Regions from separate parts of the Mus musculus genome. Here region 1 is linked to region 2. The links are chromatin contacts, called in public promoter capture Hi-C maps. All regions are on one chromosome and are shown on one strand. Each heading gives the region's core, a stretch centred on a gene start, on an enhancer-like site or on the middle of the called end of the contact. The rest is flanking DNA. Distances are from core to core; before and after follow the strand shown. Region 1 overlaps Ncoa1 (nuclear receptor coactivator 1). Region 2 overlaps Adcy3 (adenylate cyclase 3).

Region 1 (6,006 bases), core at 3,288-5,787, 91 kb before region 2:
TTTAAAAGTGTATCTCCTTTCTTATATTTAGTTACTTTCCAGGGTATTTCTTTAAGCTAACAAGAAGAATATGGAAATTTCTCAGTAGTTGACTAAAGAATGGAGATTGTGATCAAACTGTGCATTAACTACTGTTTTACCTAGGAAGGTGGCTCAGCAGGTAAAAACTTTCTGTAGATTTAAGGACCTCAGTTTAGATTCCCAGATATCAGTAGACACTGGTGTGCTGGCACACATCTGTAATCCCAACTCTGGGAGGCCCAGACAGAGGCTCTCAGAGGCCAGCCAGCCAGCCAGTTGGTGAGCTCCAGGTGAGTGAGAGATCCTTTCTCAGAAACTAAAGTGAAGAGCTACAGAGGAAGGCATTTAACATCTGCCTCTGGCTTCTCATGTGCACATATGAGGGTATACACGTATGCCACACAGTAGCCAGACAAACATGCAAATACATCCAAAACATGTTCTTTGCATCTCTGTACACTAATTATATTCATTTCAGTATAATTAATTCATTATAATTATATTATAGCGTATTTCATTGCACTAGAACTCATTGCCAACATCATAACAGAACTTTTTAAAACCAGATTTTACATATATCTCTGCGTATGTGTTTGCATTCTTAAACCTGAGTCATTTTCTCCTGCCTTTCTCGTCTTCTGCTCCCACAGCCAATGTATTAGCTCACAGCTGGATGAGCTCCTCTGTCCACCAACAACAGTAGAAGGAAGAAACGATGAGAAGGCCCTTCTGGAACAACTGGTGTCTTTCCTCAGTGGCAAAGATGAAACGGAGCTGGCTGAGCTAGACCGGGCACTGGGGATCGACAAGCTCGTCCAGGTGCTTGTTCAGACATGGCGATGAGCTTCTGAAGAGCGTGGATTGAGAATGAATGTGTTCTAAGACTTGCTAGAGATAACTTCTCCACATATACATTTATGTAGACATACATCTCGTGTTGCCAGCACTTTGTTTATAAATTATTTTGGCTTCTTTTCTAACAGGGAGGCGGATTAGATGTATTATCTGAGCGATTTCCACCACAGCAAGCAACACCACCTTTGATGATGGAAGACAGACCCACCCTCTATTCCCAGCCATACTCATCTCCTTCTCCCACCGCTGGTCTCTCTGGCCCTTTCCAAGGCATGGTCCGGCAGAAGCCTTCACTGGGGGCTATGCCGGTTCAAGTAACACCTCCTCGAGGAACCTTTTCACCCAACATGGGCATGCAGCCCCGGCAGACTCTCAATAGACCTCCAGCTGCACCCAACCAGCTTCGGCTGCAGCTGCAGCAGCGGCTACAGGGGCAGCAGCAGGTGAGTGCAGACCTCCTTGGCTCACTCTTCCCCGAGGTTTGTGCCAGAGTACTCCATGACAACACAGGCACTTCAGTGAAAGTGTTGGGCCCATTCCCAGATCTCAGTGAAAAACCCAAAGACCTTCCTGGGTCTGCTAGGATGGGAGTAGGGGAGCCTTCTATTAAGGAATACTGGTACACCAGAGCAGAGCACTTTGAAACCTACAGCTTAAAAGGAATACAGTTTTTGTGGTTTTAGATACAAACACAAATCTAACATTTTAGATTAGATACCATGTAATTACTAAATTAATAAAGAGAACTGTAACTTAGTTTATAAAGTAGAACAAGAAATGCCATTGGACTGTTGAGAAAAAAATAAAATATATGTTATTTTGAAGTTGGTCAGATTGAAGTCTAGTGATGATATGAATGAGAGAAAGGATACATATTGGAGGGTCCGGGATTTGTGCCTGATTTAAACCTCTTGTGTGACAAGAAATGAATCAGTGTGATGCTATAAATATTTAAGATTGTTTTAGGGACAGACAGAGAAAGTTGATCGTTAAGGGCCCTGGGCAGATGGTGGAACCTGCCAGCTCTGTGCCTCTGATTGGGCTGGAGGGTGCTGCTGCTTGTTGTCAGTTTTTCAACTGTACTAGTATATTTCTTTGACTTTCTAGAAAAGCATTTGAAGAAATTGGTTAGAGTGGTACTAATTCAGGAAGAAAAATAAATCAGATGGATTAGAAAGCTGGGACAATGGCAGAGGGCATTTCTGACATTCTCACAACCCTGTCTTCAAGCCATGCACCCTAAAAAAAAAAAAGGAAGGGCAGTGTGGCTTAGTAGCTATAAGACTAACAGGTTCTGGCCAGGCGTGGTGGCGCACGCCTTTAATCCCAGCACTTGGGAGGCAGAGGCAGGCGGATTTCTGAGTTCGAGGCCAGCCTGATCTACAAAGTGAGTTCCAGGACAGCCAGAGCTACACAGAGAAACCCTGTCTGGAAAAAACCAAAAAAAAAAAAAAGAGTAACAGGTTCTGACCGCAAGAACAGTCAGATAAATCCTTTACCTCACTAAGAAGCACGGACCACGTAAGAGACTCCAGCGCTCTTATCACAGTGCCTGGCATAGTAGCCTTTGGTGAGTGCTAGCTTTATGAGATTGTGTTCAGCAAGTATAATAAACAGTGTAAATGTGTTTCTGTTCTATAAATGGGCTGGTGATGGAAGAGAGGACATGAAGCGATGAAATGGAAAACTCAAAATGATAAAAAGAAAGGAATGTATTTAAAATGCTAGGGTAGAATAAAGCACTCAACAATGAGTTAAGAAATGAGAGGAAGAGAAAGAGAAGCCCTGTTCCTAAGGAATAGTGAGGATAAAGGACTTCATACAGTATTTGCTGCTTCCATGGTTATTGGTATGGATTGGGTTCTCTGTTTTTGCTGTTTCTGTTTTTGTTTTGTTAACTTTTCCAACAAAATCCATATTGCCCATGCTCTCCTCAAACTCAGAATTCTCCCTCCTCAACCAAGAGCTGAGATTCCAGGTGGGCACATCATCACACCCAGATCTGTCATTCACTTTCAGGAAGAAAAGAATCATATAAATGTTGAACATCTTAATTAGACACCCTTGGGGTGCACTCTTTTTTTGGTTTGGTTTGGTTTGGTTTTTGGTTTTGGTTTTTTGGTTTTTTTGAGACAGGGTTTCTCTGTGTAGACCAGGCTGTCCTCCAACTCAGAAATCCGCCTGCCTCTGCCTCCCGAGTGCTGGGATTAAAGGCGTGCGCCACCACGCCCGGCTTGGGGTGCACTCTTAAGTACTCTAAAGAAATAGAAAAGGTAAATAATACAAGGAACTTAAGCAGTCAAAACTCAGCTGTCGTCCCGGAACATTGACTCACACTGCAAGCAGTGTGTGCTAAGTACTAAGTCAAGACTAGAGATGTGCACATGTGCTCAACTTACAAGCTAAGTTAAGGAAATGTGGGCTCAGAAAGCAAGGCCTGGCAAGAAGTGAGGCCAGGTCCCTGACTTCATGAAATTGTATCATATTCAGTTCAGCTAAAAGCTACGTTTGCTTCCAGTTGTTCAAAAACTGGCAAAGGGCTGAGGAGCTGAGGCCCTGCAAAGATTACACACGCAAGAGGGGCTGCGGAGAGAATGGCCTTGCTCTGTTTCCTTTACAGCCCTTAAACACTTGTTCAAAGTGGGAGCATTTAGCAGCTTAGAAAACAGAATGTTGCTACATATATGCTCATGTCCATGGTCTTCTGAGTGTTGTACATACATAGGTTTGGGTAAAGAATCCCTTGATCTGATTATAAACGCATGCTTATTTCTAAATGATTATGAATGTTTTATCTTATTCCACAAAGCTTGGGATTTTTGCTTTAACATTTGTATTGTATTAATTTTTCCTCAAAGTCTGTTTTGTTTTGTTTTGTTTCTGATCTAATGTGAGTCAGAAAATAAATGAATCAGGATTAAGAGGTAAGCTGTTAGGCAATAAGAAACATAATCACTGTTCACAGGGCTTTGGGTTTGCATATGTGTGTGTGTGCACATGTGCATGTGTCTGTATGTGTGTGTGTGTATATAACTCTAATAGGCTATCTTCTTACATATAGTTCAATAAATAGTTCATATCCATAATTATCCATTTGTATAATTTATGACTTATGAACATCAACTAGCACAGAGCTGAGTTTCATGGCATAACCTAGACTACCTGCTACTCAGGAAACCAGTGCAGGGGGCTCACTGGCGCCCAACAGTTCAAAATCGATCTGGGTAGTGAGACCGCAGGATAGCTCAGGAGTAGAGTGCTGGCATCGTGTGTGTGAGGCTCAGTCCTCATCAATGGGACAACAGCAATAAAACAGCAGAATAATGGAGTATTAATGTTGTTGGTACTGTTATCAAATTACATTGAGGAATTTTTAAAAATTAATCTATAGATTATTTAGAATGAAATCTTCAGGTGACTCTTGTTGTCAGATAGAGACGTGTAGCCTGTGACACCAGCCTGAGCCAGACTGACCTTCCAAGCCAGCCTCTCACAGGTTATTCCAGAGATCGAGATTGATGGCTGGAAATAGGAAAAAAGAAGATTTGTAATGAGCAAATTGCAGGCTGCCCCTTCTCGGAGATGCACAGTGTACTTTGGCCAATTAAAAGTGCATAACATTACTGCAGTAAATAAATGTTTCACCTTATGTAACCCTCATTTCCAGTACTTCGTACAGCACAGTATGCTATTTTCCTGGCACATCTATTAATGTCCCGTAGAACAATGTGCTTTGGAACAGCAATTTGGGAAATGTGGGTCTAAAGTGATTACTTCTTCTAGTTAAATAAATAATCCATTTTCTCAGCACATTTGTTTCTTATGTAATTCTCTCTGGCTAATGATATCATGTTGGATTTTCCCCAAATCTAGTTTCAGATGCAGTGTGAGTGCCATGCCGCCAGGGCCTTGGCGTCCGTGTCCCCCACAGCTTCCCTCGCAGGCTTGTCCTCACTTCATACCTGCTCTGTCCTGATATTTTAAGACCTAAATCTGTCTCTTTTCCTCTAACATTTTACTTTCCTGAAGTGGCTATTCACATGCTTTCAGAAGTACACTAATATTGTATGTGTACATTTATGTGTATAGCCTACCTTTAGATGTTCTGAAAACAACGATTATCTGATTGACAGTGGGAGTTATTAGCCCTTTGGCAAATTGAATAGAAGATGTTAGTAAATTTCACTACTAAAACTTTTCAATAATCAATAAAGTTTGTGTTACTTTATAAGGCCATGCCATTTTGGCTGTAGAAGTTGTCATCCTTCCTTGTCTCTATGTCCCTTAGTTGATGCACCAAAACCGGCAAGCCATCTTGAACCAGTTTGCAGCAAATGCTCCTGTTGGCATGAACATGAGGTCAGGCATGCAGCAGCAGATCACACCTCAGGTAAGCCAGACATTGGTAGAGCTCCCCAGCTCACGCAGTGTTGCTTCGTGTTGACTTGAGTGTTGCTGGAATGCCACACTGAGAGTTCAGCTTTAAATGGCACTCCTGGTGTCATTGCTAGAGTGAATCCTGGTGTCATTGCTAGAGTGAATTAGCCTATTCGGGATGGATGCTTTCTCACACTTCTTGTCTAAAGCCCAAGGTGCTGTGCTTCATTTTACTGTCTTTGTTATTTTTTGTGTGATACTGGATAGTCAAGTAGAAAGCTGTGCGCCCTGATCAGCCGAAACAACAGCACTTTTTAGGTTTATTTGTTGTAAGATCATTGTTTATAAACCTAGAGTCATGGAATTTTACACTTAGAAATAACTGAATAGAGGCCAGTGAGATGGCACAGAGGTGAAGACACAACTCAAAACCTGGCAACCTGGGTTCTTTGAAGGAAAGAACCAACTTCACAAAGTTGTATTCTGATACCTGCATATGCAGTATGGCATACACACATGCACACACATGTGCAACAGTACAATAAACATTTGAAACTGGATGCATCCAGATGTGGTGATCAGCACTTAGGAAGCTGAAACAGAAGGATCCCAAGTTTAAAACCAGCCTGAGCTACATGGCCAAACCATACTCACCCAACACACACACTCCAAACAAACAAACCTGAGCACCCTTCCGAACGACATCTAGCATTCACTTCCATATATATTTTAATATTTTTACTTCAACAACTT
Region 2 (6,244 bases), core at 1,214-3,713:
AAGACAAGATTCTGTGTGGCTTTAAGTAGCCAGAGATAGCTATGCATATCATATAAGGGATGAATAACTACAGAACAATTTGTCTTATCTAGGTGAGCGATTTATAACAATATTGATTGGCTCTGAATTCACTGTATGGGCCTTTTGTGGGGTGAAAATTTACTGATATAAATTTGACTTACAAATGTCAAGCCTCTAGAGTTTTGATTTTGCCTTGTTACTGGGATTTAGGACTGCTGACCACAGTGGCTGGATGGCTGGGAATGTGAGCAGAATCCGCAGCAAGAGAACCACGATTGGCCACTGCATGGGGATAGCCTAGGGGTGATGAGACCATGAGCAGAGAGTAGCTGAGTATGGTGTGGGATGGTGCCATTCTTTTTTAATATTTCCCACAACATTCTCCAAGATCAATAGTTGCACCTACCTGCTGAGCCATCTCTCCAGCCCTAAGAATCAGTACGTTTTAGGACCAGGTCCAAACACTAAGTATTTCTATAGCCACCTGCCGAGTCTCGAGTCCCTCTGCTTTTCCTGGATCCTTCGCCTTTATTTTACACTCCGAACTCTTCTTTCTTAGTGCATATCTAACCAAGTCACAGGACCCTGTTTATCTCACGTGTGACCCACACAGATCGAAGTTCCTATACTTCAGGCCTCCTTCATTAATTTGGATGCATCATATCATGTTCTATACCATACATGCAACAGAACTCCTGACTAGAATGGTGAGGCAATGGCCGTACCCTTCTGGGTAGCTTCTGCTAAGCCCCAGTGACCCTGGGACAGAGAGAAGGCTGGAGGAAGGCCTTTCAGGAGAAACCTGCCTATCATAAGACCCTGGTGGATGCAATCAAAGGCTTGCCAGGAGCTGCATGACCAACAGCTTCCACTGAGCCCACCAACATATTAGGAGGCCCTATATACCCTCTTACCCAGCAGGGCCCATGCAAGAGTTTACTAACATGGTTCTCAGCCCTCAAACCTACCAGCTGTGTGGTTAATTCACTGAGAATGCCCATGTGGGATGTCCACCTCTCCAATAACCCCCAATACTCCCTCTCTATCCTCAATTCCCCACTCTCTGGTTCACCTAGCTGTAAAGCACTTAGCTTCTACCATCAAGGTCCTGATCTGGGCTACCATATCCCTCTGATCTCCCTGCTTCCTTGGCTATCTCTTCCCCATCAATAGCTACACTGTTTGAATTCCTGGGATGGCTAATCCTAGCTCTCCTCAGCACAAAGCCAAGGCTCTCTCCAGGACTGCAGGCTCCAGGTTGTGGCTCACAGGATCTCTGCCTCCCTCCCTCTCCTGTTCCACTGTCCTGTGTTCCTGCCGATGGACACACCCCATCCCCATCTCCTTCTGTTCCTAGCACTGTGTTCCATGTGTCCTGTGGATTCACCCCAGGTTCTTTCCCATGCTGCCACCCTCCCCATGGCTTGCTGCTCACCACCTGCAGGTCTCCACTCCACATTACCTCAAGAAAGCTTTCCCTGGCCCAAGATACTGATACCAACTTCCGTCTACCTGTGGTGCCTGGTAAGTTCCTTTCCCTGCTCTGTAGCTCATACGGATGTATTTTCTGCCAGCCACCCCCACAGAATCTATGCTCAGAACCATGTCCTCGTGGAAGGTGGCCCTGGATACTAGTGATCTGAATTAAAATGTATGCTTACTCTGTTTGTGTGTGTGTGTGTGTGTGTGTGTGTGTGTGTGTGTGTGTCTGTCTGTCTGTCTGTCTGTCTGTCTACCTGCCAGTATATGTATATGCATGCAGAAGCCTGCAGACAAGAAGGCATTAGATTCCCCGGAGTTACAGGCAGTTGTGGGTCCCCTGACTGGATGGATGGGTGTTAGGACCATGAACTCAGGTCATCTGCAATGACGGTAGATGCTCTTAACCACTGAGTCATCTCTCCAGGCTCTCATGGACTTCTTAACCATCCTATTCTCTATTACCACTTCACAGAGAAGCTGGGGCTCAGAGCACATAAGTAACTTCTCAGGGCCAAGCGACAAATGGTTCAACTAGAATGAGAATCTATGTCTCACTCTGAAACCCAGCATGGTGGCTCATTCACACCTGTGATGCCCAATCGGAAGGCTAAGGCAGGAGTGCTATGAGTTCAAGGCTAGCCTGGGCCACAGAGTAAGACTCGTCTCAAACAGGAAAAATTTACAGACACTTGGCAAGGTAGTAAAAAGCCCAGGTTGCCATAGAGGATGTAGACATTTCTAATTATTAATTATGCATTTAATAGACTACCTGGATTACTAGCCACAGCCAGACAGGAGATGCTCCCAGCTGTGGCCACAGACCACAGGATATGCTGAAGGATATGACGCCAGCAGTGGTGGTCAAGACTGGAAAGCTGCTGAGCCAGCAGAGGCTCAGAAGACAGACTTCAGGTAGACAGGGCTTGGGAGGCAGGGCTCAGTAGGAGGAGTGGCTTAAAAGTGCTGACGTCATCACTGCTGCCTGGAGGAGTCACAGCACAACAGAGCCCTCCTCACCAGGAGCCCCCTCGCCCCAGCTGCCTGAAGCAGGGATGTGCCTTGCTAGGTTCTGAAATACTGGCATGAAGAACACCCTGTAAAGTCCAAGTGGTGGAAACTAAAGCCACAGAGAAACCAGTATTCATCGTACAACACGTACAACAAGGGGAGGCGCCTTCTGGCTTTCCTCACATCAAGGGATTTCAAAGCTAAAACAAAAGCTAAGGATATTAACTGTATTCAAGAGTGTTTCTGGCCCGACATGGTGGCGCACACCTTTAATCCCAGCACTCGGGAGGCAGAGGCAGGCAGATCTCTGAGTTCGAGGCCAGCCTGGTCTACAGAGTGAGTTCCAGGACAGCCAGGGCTACTCAGAGAAACCCTGTCTCGAAAAACAACAACAAAAAATAACAAAACAAAAAAAGAGTGTTTCTGTTTAGAGGCTAAAATGAAAGTGTATTTCCAAATTAAAATGAAAGTGTATTTCCAAATTAATGCTCTGTGGCCCTATCAGGTGACCCACCCAATTTCAACACTGGAATTTCAACACTGGGGATACTGAGGTCCAGTGCCAAGAGGAAGAGGCCACACCCCTGTGGAGAGAGGAGGTGCGCTGCTCTCTGCCCACACCAACCATCTTTCCCCACTGAGCTGCTCCCCAAGGAAGCAGGCCCATCACCCTCACCTCACTGTTGCCAGGACAACTTTGGGGTTGGTACTAGAAACCTGATTCTCCCCTCCCCCATGGCCTCCAAGAGAACAAGGCTCAAGGTTAAGGGGACTCTGTGCCACGCCCTAACAGCCGAAGGACTTGGGGCACGCAGTAAAGGTCAGAGGACAAGGATATTCAGGCACTGAGCCTATGAAGCAGTGCATTCTCCTAGAGTTCTCGGCTCTCGGAGGGAGAGAAACCCAATCCTGTGGCAAACAGGTAAAGTCCTGGCTCAGAACAGCAGCAGACCTCACATGAAGGATCAAGACCCAGGCAGAGGCAGGCTGAGAGAAGCAGGTTACAGCAGTGTTCACCTGTGTGGGCGCCACAGAAGTAGTGTCTCCTAAGCCATGATTCCCAGGGCACACAGCTAGTGACAGTGGACAGCTCTCTTATAACCCTGTACAGCCAGCATCTCCACTGGAGCCTGGATGCAGCTTCCTAGGTGCTGGGGTGTGGGGGCTGAGAGGAGCCCTCCCCCCCTCGCCCCCCCCCCCCGCCTTCTGAAGGATAGGGTGTGCCCTGAGGAGGCTCCCCTGTCACTTCTCCATGCCCCTCATTCCTCCTTCTTTATTTTCCGTGCCTGCTAAGTGTTTCTGGGGGTGATTCAGGTACTTCATAATTCTAAAGTTTGTGCCTGGCAACAGGTGTGATGTTCTGAGTGCCTCTGCTGCCAGGTGCCAGTTGGGGTGCTTAGCAACTCTCAAGGTCCCAAACGAATCCCCAAAGTAGGTCACATGGGAGTCACAACAAGTAATGGAAGTTCTTCCCTCTGGGCCTCTGGCTCCGCACTAACATGCCCATGGAGCTGAGGGGAGACTAGAGAGAGACCCCAAGTCCACTCGGATATCTACTCCATTCAGCTACTGGACCACCCACGATGCCTGGCCTGACTCCCCTTTCATGCCAGAATCATGCTCAGAAAGACACATCAATAAGCCTTTGGAGTTGGCAGACACAGCTCTGCTCTGCAGGGAAGCAGGGGCCAGGGCCAGGCTATGAGGCCAAACTACTTTGTTCCTCGCCTTTCTTGCCTACTTTCTGGCTCCACCCATCTGTCACCTGAGGCATGCCTCCCTTGTATGAAAGAGCTGGGCCACCTCACCCCTTCCTAGGAGCTATAACTCTGTCCGCCTTCATCCCAAGCAAAAAGCTGGAGACCTCCACAGAGACAGTACTAAAGGGACTGCACCCAGAGACATTTGGGCAGGGTCCCTGCAGTGACAGAGGAGGAAGATGAGGGGAAGAGGAGACTGGCTGGGGTGGGGGGGTAGGAGGGGGGTCACGCAACCTCAGGGACAGGGCACAGCGTTTGCCACAAAAGCAGTTATATCGACACTGTCACGTGAGACCTGGGCCTGAGTGAGGCATTCTCGAAGGACCTCATCTGGCCTAGAACTGACATTTACACAAGGACCACACAGGTGATATTTAGTGTGGCAGGGACTTCAAGTGGCTCCTTAAAAGGGGTCCTGTATCCAGACCCGCTTCTGTCTGCTCCTACAGCCCTTTGTCCCCAGTATCCCTGTCTGTCATCTTGTTTCCGTGTGTACCACGGGCTCTGACATAGGAAAGCTGACAGAGACCTGCACTTGGATCCAAGTCGCCCTGGCTGAGGCTCCTGTGTACAGTCAGCCCTGATACCTGGAGAGGGAGCAACCACTGTCAACCGGAACAGAGGAAAAAGGTGCTCTCTCAACCAGCTACCAGCTTCCTCCTCAACTCTCCTTCAGCCAGTGTGTCCCCAGGAGCTGAAATGCGTCCTTGTAGTTAACAGCATCAAAGGCCGTCACAGTTTTTAAGCTCACCTCTACCTTCTTACTTGATGTGCTTACCAAACAATCTAAGACAATGATTTTTTTTTATCCTAGTTTTTCAGAAGGTCAAACCAAAGTCAAAGAGGCGCAGCCCCAAGGTCACACGGAAAGCCACTTCCTGCTGTCCAGAGAAAATGGCTGCAAGCCCTTAATTCAGATCTGAGGCCACCAGCATGGGGCTAGGGGTGAGGCTGGTCCCCTATGGCACAGTCAGTCACAAGAGGATGAGACATACAGGGATGGGGTGTGCAAGGACCTGGCTCTGCTGACTTCACGAACAAGAACAAGAACAATCTCTAGGGCGTCAGGGGTTCCAAGAGTAAAGAAGTATTTTCTAGATAAACAAGAGAAATGTAAGAGTCTAAGTACACTCTCATTCATCACTAAAAGGAATATAAATTGTTTGAACCTGTATATGAGACGATTTGACAATGTTTATCAACATTAAAAATGTACAAGGCTGGTGCCTAGAAAAGTTAAACACAGTGGTAGCACATGAACTGGCGAGTCCACTGCTGGGTGCATATCCAAAGGACAGAAGTAAAGCCTGGAAGAGACACTGGAATACCAGGGTTCATAGTGACATCGCTCATAACAGACAAATGGATGTGTCACTCGGAGATCCTGGTGGGTAAACTGTGGTCTACAACAGTAATTACCCTGCCTGGGAGAGAAGGGAGTTCTACACATGCTACACACAGACGAACTCTGAAGACTTCATGCTAAACAAAGACAAAACAAGCCAGATGTGAGAGGACAGCTACTGTATGCGTCTACTTACGAGATACCTAGAGTAGGTGTTTTCACAGTTGCCACCAGAGGCTGGGGGATGAGGAATCCGTGTTGAGCAGGCAGGATTTCTTTCTGGTTGGGATGATGTACTGCATACTACTATGAGTGGACTTGGTGCCAGTGAACTGTACTGTTCTTAAAAATGGGTGGAAAGTATCAAAAGATGGCCTAGTCGGCCATCACTGCAAAGAGAGGCCCATTGGACTTGCAAACTTTATATGCCCCAGTACAGGGGAACGCCAGGGCCAAAAAGGGGGAGTGGGTGGGTAGGGGATTGGGGGGGTGGGTATGGGGGACCTTTGGGATAGCATTGAAAATGTAAACGAGGAAAATACCTAATAAAAAAAAAAGAAAAAAAATGGGTGGAAGTATGGCTGAGAAGTTGGCTCCTCTTGCAAGTGTGAGGGTCTGAGTTCTATCC

What was found. Capture Hi-C pulls out chosen DNA fragments and counts their contacts.
Region 1: a contact with region 2 is called in a promoter capture Hi-C map of adipose tissue. The contact joins two enhancer-like sites. A contact is called at or near these places in 1 of 484 Hi-C or Micro-C datasets (nephron progenitors) and 1 of 9 other capture datasets (adipose tissue).

Annotation. Positions count from the first base shown.
Region 1 is chr12:4,270,007-4,276,012 of GRCm38.p6, reverse strand. It overlaps Ncoa1 (nuclear receptor coactivator 1), which reads left to right. Exons shown (of 23, transcript NM_010881.2): 15 at 672-840; 16 at 1,005-1,319; 17 at 5,165-5,266. Among named protein-coding and RNA genes, the nearest start is that of Ptrhd1, 39 kb to the right of the region's middle. Within about 2 kb of position 4,537, at least 13 of the 459 cell types and tissues checked have an H3K27ac peak or open chromatin away from gene starts, as enhancers often do. A contact at or near this core is called in adipose tissue, where this site is marked.
Region 2 is chr12:4,176,885-4,183,128 of GRCm38.p6, reverse strand. The region is part of intron 2 of Adcy3 (adenylate cyclase 3); the gene reads right to left. Among named protein-coding and RNA genes, the nearest start is that of Adcy3, 46 kb to the right of the region's middle. Within about 2 kb of position 2,463, at least 28 of the 459 cell types and tissues checked have an H3K27ac peak or open chromatin away from gene starts, as enhancers often do. A contact at or near this core is called in adipose tissue, where this site is marked.